Regions from separate parts of the Mus musculus genome. Here region 1 is linked to region 2. Evidence: chromatin contacts called from public Hi-C data. All regions are on one chromosome and are shown on one strand. Each heading gives the region's core, a stretch centred on a gene start, on an enhancer-like site or on the middle of the called end of the contact. The rest is flanking DNA. Distances are from core to core; before and after follow the strand shown.

The links. A called contact is a pair of places that touch in the nucleus more often than the background predicts.
Region 1: a Hi-C map of liver shows a contact between it and region 2, with 5 times the contacts expected there. The contact joins two enhancer-like sites. A contact is called at or near these places in 15 of 484 Hi-C or Micro-C datasets (brown adipocytes, liver, muscle stem cells and 3 more) and 1 of 115 datasets of contacts at active chromatin or transcription factors (heart atrium).

Annotation. Positions count from the first base shown.
Region 1 is chr6:126,106,273-126,111,108 of GRCm38.p6, forward strand. All of the region lies in intron 1 of Ntf3 (neurotrophin 3), which reads right to left. Among named protein-coding and RNA genes, the nearest start is that of Ntf3, 56 kb to the right of the region's middle. Within about 2 kb of position 2,834, at least 4 of the 459 cell types and tissues checked have an H3K27ac peak or open chromatin away from gene starts, as enhancers often do. A contact at or near this core is called in liver, where this site is marked.
Region 2 is chr6:126,032,184-126,036,384 of GRCm38.p6, forward strand. All of the region lies in intron 23 of Ano2 (anoctamin 2), which reads left to right. Among named protein-coding and RNA genes, the nearest start is that of Ntf3, 130 kb to the right of the region's middle. Within about 2 kb of position 2,313, at least 53 of the 459 cell types and tissues checked have an H3K27ac peak or open chromatin away from gene starts, as enhancers often do. A contact at or near this core is called in liver, where this site is marked.

The DNA.
Region 1 (4,836 bases), core at 1,584-4,083, 75 kb after region 2:
GGGTGGGGCCTGGAAACAGGAAGGCAGTGTCAGCTCATTCTAGGCCAAGCACAACAGGCACAACTTTTGCTCATGGGGACTTTGCTAATGCATCAGCTACTTTAGTCAGCAGCTTCAGCAACTGCCCCACTGTTCTTATGAGTGGTAGGTAGCCTCTTCCACAGTGGAGAACCCTGTCTTTCTAACCCACACACCCTACGAGCCCAGCCTATGGCTCCACACACTGCAGAGTTGCAATGTCTGCTGACTGAATGGGCACTGACACCAATCAAGACCTACCCAAGGCACGGCTTACTGGCCTGAAATCCCGCATGGGCTTCTGCCAAGCCTGAATTGGAAGCCAATCAACTCTGCCTTCTTTTCCCAAAGAAAATAGAGGCCTTGGCTCTAAAGCAGCCATAGTCCCCAGGCTCTTCTGGGCTATAATTAGAAAAAGACCTGTTAAAGACCTCAGTAAAAACCCCTTCCTACCCTCTCCCCAGTGCCCAGTCCCCTGCTTATGCTCTTCCAAGATCCCAACCAGCAGGCACATGCTCTTTTCCTCACTTAGCAATGCTTTCCCACATATGGTGTTTTCTCAGTCCCTGGAGCAACATTCCTAACAAGGTTTCACCATCCCTCAAAATACTCAAAAGAGAGCAATTTCTGATTCCTCCTTTTTGGCTCAGTTTACAACACACACACACACAGAGGGTTGCTGGCTATTCAGCAAGTGTCTGAAACGGAAAAGGGAGTGGGGACACAAGGTGGTAGTGCACTGGAGACCATAGCAGCCTGCATCTGTGCTGGCACTTGCCGAGGTCAAGTTTCCCTACCCAGGAGGTGACTTCTGATTCATGTCTGCCAATCACTCTTGTTGAACATTCATTGAAAGTTCTTTTTCTGTTTGTTTTTGTTTTGTTTTGTTTTGAACTCGCATCCATCAGTCATTGCACAAGTTGATGGGTTTCATTATGACATTCTCATCCACCAACACAACGTATTCTGAGCATCCCCACCTCTCACTACCCTTTCTTGTCCATTTCCAAGTAGTCAGCCCTTCTGCTTGGAGATCTCTTCGATATGAGAGAAGCCATGTGATATTTGTCTTTCCAGGTCTGGCTTCTTTTGCTTAACATGATGATTTGGCAAAGTGACAGATTTAAAGCTAAGTGACAAAGAGAAAAGGAATGTGGTGGAAATACTAAATTAGGGACCCTATAAAAGGCCAGCTCAGCTTGTTCCCCAGCTCTTGACTGCAGATTGATCCACCCTGGCTTTGTTCTGGTCACAGGTCCTGAGGCTTCAGAACGAATCTACAGAGTCACACAAAGATGTTCTGACCTCTGACAAGGCTGGGAGGTTGGCCAGAGTGGGAGGCTGATGAAGCCTCCAGAGGAAGTTATCTGTTAATCTTCCAAAGGAACTGGAAGCAGGGATGAGGAAAGAGGGTCAGAGTAACTCAAATGCACAGCTGACACCCAAAGGGAAGGCCCCGAAGATGCTGGTGATCAATTTAGACCCCAGTATCTATGGGGGTTGGCAACCTGGGAACAGGACATCTGAATTCAAACAAAACACACAAGCCAGCTCTCTGGAAGGAAGACGAATCCAGAGCCGACAAGGGAGGGCATTGCTTGCAGAAGGTGATGGAAGGGAACTTGAAACTGGTGTAAGAGCAGATGAGTGATAAACTCACATCCATGGGGCTGGGGGAGTTTCCACAGTACCTTCAGCTTTCCCATGTTGCTCTTCACTGGTGCTGTCCTGACTCCCTCTCAGCACAGCTCTTCAAGGGAGCTGGTCACTTTCACACTCCCTGCCTTACAGTCTACAAAAAGGAAATGTATCTCTGCCAGCTTAACACAGTTGAATGTCCTACCCCTTGCCCCACCACTCAGATAATTTAAAGGCCTGTTAGTAGTGAGGTTGTATAATTATTACTGATTTAAAGAAGTATAAGATTACCCAATGGGGAGAAAGTAGGAAATTATTTGGGATGGTCACCTTACATTCTTATATGTCTTTCAAAAACAATTTATCTCCTAGAGAAGGTATAATGAAATGCCACTCCTCACTGTCTATAATGAAATGGTGCCCCTCACTGTTAGTGTAGCACACTCTGATATCTGATGTTGTTTAGTTGTCACAGCATGGCAGTGGGATGCAAAAATAAAAACTTAACAAGAGAAATGAAGAAGGTAAGGAAGAGAGCTGTGATGAAAAAGAGCCAAGAGACTAGCCCAAGAAGAAGCGAAGGGATGCTTTAGATGTTCATGGAAAACCCAGAGGTGTGTCTGCAATCAAAATGAGAATTACTGTACACTCTCTGCCTGCATTTGGTGGGAACACTTCTGGGGACCCCTGAGAGCTAAGCAGGTCAGCATCAGCAAGTGAGCGCAGGCTGGCCGGGGCCGGGGAGGTGGATTCTTAGCCTGTTCTTTAAGATCAGGTTCTGCATGGGTGCTTCCTGGAAAACCTTACAGTCGCTGGGTATGGTGGCTCACTCCTACAATCCCAGTACTCTGAAGACCAAGGTAGGGGGAGGAAGGGTTTGAGGCCAGCCTGAGGGATGTAACTAGACTTTGATTTAAACAAACAAATGAACAAACAAAACAAAAGCAACGCAAGAAGCCTCAACATCTCAAATTCAGGATTTGGAAACTGGTTGGCAGGGTTGATTATTTCTGGGAACAAGGTACAAGGTCTGAAATGGGACAAGCAAGAACCTCTAGGTTCATGATTCGCTCAATTCCCAGTGACAACAGAGATCACAGCCAAGTGGAGCTAGATGTCACATGCTGGACTGAAAGAAAACAAATCAGAGACACCCCCCCCCCCAGAAAGCTAACCCATCTCCCAAAGTACCAAATTGATCTGTCCCAGGAACAGGCCATGAGAAACAGAACCCCTTTGTGGACTCTGCACTATTCGTTGGTCTCTGACCCCCCCAGGAAAGCTAACCACGTGGAGGAGAAGGAGGGAAACCAGGAGTTCTCTGTGCACAGATGCTTGGGAATTCCTCATTGTCAAATGTGCACCTTCCTCAGGCCCCCAGGCAGTGTGTGATGGAAGGTATGGCACATGTCAAAACAATGTGCACTGTAGCACTGAACAGGAAGGTAGCGTGCTTACACCGGGCCAGGAACACTCTGGCTTAGCCTCATCTTGGCAGAAGATCTAAAGGATGCCTGGTAGGCTCATAGGAGGCCCAGGAAGCTCCAGTTTACTTTATTCTCTACATCGCTCATTCCACAGTCAGAGGGTGGACTAAAGAGAAATTATAGAGAAAATGAGTCCACTCAGCTCATGGTCACAATGGGCTTGCCTAGGAAGTCTGGTTCTGGTTTAGACAGTCACTCCTACTGACACTTTGAACAGACTTGTTGCAGTCACAGGACTGTGCACACACATGTATATGGTACCCGCCCCCTTGATAAGGATGGATGACTTATAATTAAGCTACTCTCTTTCTCTCTCTGCCTCCCTCTCCCTCCCTCCCTCCCTCCCTCCCTCCCTCCCTCCCTCCCTCCCTCCCTCCCTCCCTCCCTTCCTTCCTTCCTTCTCCCCTCCCTCCCTCCCTCCCTCCCTCCCTCCCTCCCTCCCTCCCTCCCTCCCTCCCTTCCTTCCTTCCTTCATTCCTTCCCTCCTTCCTTCCTTCCTTCCTTCCTTCCTCCCTTCCACACTGTCTCTCTCTCTCCCTCTCTGAGAGAGTAACGTTAAACCCATCACAGTACCAAGGATAAGCTCTCTGCCTCCAGCTCTCAAGTGTCAGGATTACAGGTGTGTGGTACCACACTTGGGTTATGTACGTCCTGTTGTGGTGGCCTTCATTCTCAAGGCTTCACGCAAGCTAGGCAAGTACTCCGCAAACTAAGATACGTTCCCATCACTGCTCAAGCTTTTTCAAATCATTTAATTTACTGTTCCATGTTCATTTGGAAGAAGATGATTTTCTGTGTCTGGGGGTAATTCCATTTTCCAAGGGCAAACACATATGAGGAAAGATGCTACACACCAACAAGCTGAGAGAAAGTGGGCACTGGAGACTAACTTTTGCCTCAGAAAATAACTTTCTCACACTGACATTTTTATTTGAAGTCTATGCCTAGTGTCTGCATTGGGCTAATGTTAATCCCCTAGTTATGGGCAAGTGCTAGGTAATGAGAAGGAATGCCTTCACGAGTGGGGTGGCTGCTGAGAAGTTGCTCTGTGATAATTACAAGGAATTATAATTACAATGAATAACAATGAGATGAATAATAATGAAGACGATGCTAAAGTATCCATCTTGTCTACCCCTCAAATGACGAATCACAGGTCCCAAGAAGAAAGAAGCTGCTTAAGGGAATTCACAAGGCTTCTCTTCAATACATAGGCCTCTCTTCTCTTCCAAACCAAGACCACAGCTAGCTTGGCAATGGCCATTTTGATTTCTGCCTTAATCGTGGTGGCAGAAGAAAGGCTAGGATCAAGAAACCATCCTGGTTTGGCCTGGAGAAGACTTGGCTGAAGAGAATGTGGTAAGATGGCAGGCTTCCTCCTGTATGCTTGGTGAGCTGGCTTGTACCAAGCATAGTCAGTCCCTCACAGAACCCCTTACCACAAAGCCAGCCTCCTTCCTTGGGGATGAGACATGGCGCATTGAGATGTTGTGGTTGTCTTAGATCTCATACCCTCTGCCACCCGAAGACCATGGAAGCCATAACTACGATTTACGTGGCTTGGCATCTCTTTTCATTTGGCGAGTGTCTCCCCTTGCGCTCACTGTGGTCACCATCACTCATTCGAACACTTTTACAATCTAGGAGGCAGAAGCAGAGGAGATGTCTGTTTGATGATTTTATGAGTCTGTTC
Region 2 (4,201 bases), core at 1,063-3,562:
TAGATTGCTGAGGTTTAGAGACATGATGTACCTGACTCATGTAGAAGGCAGAGGCACCCTAATGCCATGTGACCTGTTTAGATGACCTAGTTGTCTCATGAGTGAAAGTCTGTCTGTCTTGGAAGACTCAGAAGCAACTCTTCAAAAATAACATTAAAGCTCAAGGACAATAAAGCAGAAACGGAGGAGGGGTGAGTTTCTCCAACTGATATGCCTGACGTTAAAATTTCATGTCCTTTTGGGGCCGGCATGGACTTGCTGGGAAACTGAGGCTGCCCAGGGAAGACTGTCAGGTGTTGGGGTCATATGGCAGGATGGGGATGGACTAGAGAAAAACTGTACTTCCCAGGCCTCAGGGTGTCCTCCACCAGTCAGAGTCTCTCCTGTCTTGTGCCATTTACCTAGAGCAGGCCCCTGTGGCTGCCAGTACCTGGCACCTCTGGTGGGCATCGGCATCATGGGCCTGGAATTTAAGTGTTCTGAAACCTTCTCTGGAAGCCAGGAGGACTGGGAAGGTTTGTCTGTGTGCCCTGACCAAAGTTATAAGTCACCTTTAGCAAAGCGAAGAATAGTTACTGTAGGTCTGCATTTGTAACCCACAAATCCAAAACATGAGGCTCAAAGAAGTCTGAAAGGCTTCGTGTTCATACTGCATCACAAGTGGAAAATTAAACACTACAAAACATCGTTACATGAATGCAGTGGTTTAAATGTAGTGTATAAAACTATCTTATGTTTATGTGTGAAAGGAATATTTGAACCGTCAATGAATTTCACATTTTTGCTTCAGGCCCATCCCCTAGATGCCTTAAATATAAGCAAGTATTCCAAAATAGGAAGAAGTTCTGAAATCTGTAATCCTTCTAGCACCGAGTGTTCAGATAAGGGACTCTCAGCCTGTATTGGGTGGTTTCCTCTGAAGGACCAGGCTTCAGAGTTCTGTGCTGAATTCTTTGAGTTGGGACATAGCCACACTGGGAAGGAAGGCTCAGGCTAATGCAGCTGAGAACAGTAGGTCTCAGAACACGGAGCCATGTGGGCGATGACTGTGTTAGTCATCTTTTCGTTGATGTAACAAATACCTGCAATGAACAATTTATAATTTATAAAGAGAAAGTATTTATATTGGCACTTGATGTTTCTTTGGGCCTGTGGCACGGAAACATCATGGAAGGAGCATGCGGTAGAGGAAGCGAGAGAGAAAGAGGAGAAGGAGCAAGGGTTTCCTGACCTTTCATACCCCAGTTGACCAAAGGACTTCCAGTGAGTCCCCACCACTTTAGGCTTCCACCATCTTCCAACAGAGTGACAGGGCACCAAGACTTTAACACCTGGGCCCTTAGAGAAGCGTCAGGAAGGACCTGGGACCCAAGTGCTGGATGTAGCTTCAAACAGTCACTTGCTATCTCCAGAACACACATTTCCCTCAGCTCTGGACTTAGAAAACAAGCACCCCAGATAATTACCACAGTGGTTCCAACAATGAAGCCTATTAGCCACCTGTCTATTCTTAAAGCTAATTGTCTCTTTGTTTAGCAAGTGTCTTCTAGCTGGTTAGAGAAAACAGTTGATAAGCCTGACTTCTTAGGATCACATTTCAGAGGAAAAAAATAAATATTATGTAACCCGAACTTACATTGGCATGTAAACAACCAATTATGTACCCAGTGGCACAAGCTTACTGGAATCCGCGCTCTTCAAAAGATGACTCATGGTTCATTAGTGGATTGTGAAATCGCTTCAGTGGGTCACAAACAGCCTTTGGAAGGACAGGACAGACTAGAATGGAATGGAGGGTAGGCTAGAGCAATGTATCAACTCATCATATACAGTAACATTTATATTCTGTATTGTATTCATTTCAGTAATAGATATGTCTACTCATTAGTGTAAAGTAAGTTGTTATTGCTGTAGGTCAGAGAGTTACTTTAGGAAGGAATGTGGACAGATGTAAACTGTGTCAAGTCCCTTCCCACTAATTTCTGGGGTATGGCTTTCCCTCCATGTAGCCACCCTTCCCTTCTCTGCAGAGAGCTGTTCTCAGGTTGATCGCTCTGGACAGATCTCTGCCAAGCCCCTCCCCTCCCACCACCCTAGACCCTCCATCAGACGAATGCGCCTGTTAGATTCAAAACATGTTTTGGACACCAGGGGAGGGCAGAGCAAGAGTCCTAAAAACTGTGGTAAGTTAGTAGCCGAGTTGGAAGCTGAATTTGATTATTTATGGATTCTTTTCAGGCTGGAGGGGGGGGGCAGTGTGCAGTGACTCTCAGAGAGTGAGGAAGCTCAGTGAGCAGCTGTCCTGTCACAGCCAGTGCTAGGAAAGGGGAGGGACGGGCTTTCTGTGTAGCAAAGGGACTGGGCTATGTCTGGGGATGGAGGTCCCCCCCCCCACACGTAAGCAACAGCAGGGTGTACCCTCCTCTAGCATTGGAAAGGAGCAGACCCTGTTTTGCATACAGCAGAAAAATAGGCAAATCTAAAAAGGCTTTTCTCCATTCCCATGACATCCTATCCTATTCATTTGATTCACATGCTTTCTGTCCCCCTTGCTCTGTCTCCATATCTGTCTCTGTCTCCTCTGTTTCTCCCCCCTCCCCCACCAATCCTTTTTCCCCTTCTCCCTGGTCTCTTTCCCTTTCTCTACTAGCGTAGCGCTCCATGTTCTCATCCTCAGCTACGTATGATCTAAAAGAATACCTCAGCGCTCTGTGGTGCTCTGCTGGGATGCAGTTAGCTCTGCTTTTCAGCCAGATGTCATATCAAGCTTGCGACAGCTGCGATCAGCTGTTGGAAGTGGGGGAGCCAGGCAGTGAGGTGGGAGCGCCTGGCTTCTGGCCAAGCCCTAGTAGAAAGATGAGTGTCTGTCCTCCAGCATGTCTTTCCCTTGCTGACTCCATTGCTCCAGCATTTTCTTTGTGTGTACATCTCTTTCTTCTACCTCAGATGTTCTATCCTCTTTGTACCTATTCCTTGGAAACTGGAAACCATTGTACTGATACACAGACCTTTTACAACATTAGTTTCTTTGTGACAAGGGAAAGGACCCTCCATTTATGACCCCACCTTCAACTTCAGCTGTTGATAAGGTGCTCTGTGATAATGAGGAAGAGCCTGGATTCTGTTAGATTTATATCCTCACTTTCCTCTGCTTCTTACTGGCCTTGAATTGCTCCTGGGCCATATACTTGAATTCTGAGTCCACCAGCTTCCTTCCATGCATGCTATATGGGATACCTGCTTGAGTGTTTTGAGAAGATTAAAAGACAAACATACAGAAAAGTCTTCTCTTTTGCCCAGGGCTATATATATGCTATGTGTCATGTTCTGCGTATGACTCTCCCTGGTCAGAGTCTCTTACTGTGCCTTCCTTAGCAGACAGAGACAAACACACACACACACACTACTACTACTACTACTACTACTACTACTACTACTACTACTACTGGGTAGTCTGATACCATCCCAACTCTTTCTCCACCCTAAGGGTTGCCATTGGACCTGTAATTCCATTGAAAGAGTGGGTCTGAGATGGTCACAGTGCTGCTATGAACCCTTGTTATTTTTCCAGGATTAGAAAATGAGTTCTCTGGGGCATGAGTCATCGCAGAATAGGGGTGAAAAGTCAGTAACAGAAAACAAAACATGCCTTTTCTCTGTGTGCCTGAGAAGGAACTGGAAGCTCACACCAGATAAGTACAGATAAGTCACAAACATGACTAAGGAGAAAGTCTGTTGACCAAGTGTGGTTGTTTATGACCCTACCCGCCATTCATTCAACCTTCTTTCTGCTTGGGCTGCACTGGCTTTCCCTTGGTTTCAGTGGTGCAGCTGGAAATCCTGGCTACCCTCAAAGCTGTTGCCTGAAGAGGACCCTGAGGTGACCTGCTAGTGCCAGTGTCTACCAGGGATCCAAAAACTGCTGCATAGCACCAGATGGGTCATCTGGGAGCCTCTACCAGACAATGGGAGCCACGAAGGCCACATGGACCTAGGTCACCTCTCCTTCTGTGGACTCTCCCGAGAATTACATCCTGGCCCTAGAGGAAGCTTTAGGAGGTGTTGGAGAGAGAGAACAGGAAAACTACATCTGTAGATTGACTTTTGTGGGCTTTGATTTTCTTTTTTTATTCCATAGACAATTGTTGGTTGGACTGTGGATTTCCACTATCTATTTCTCAAGTTTCACAGCCAAGAGCTC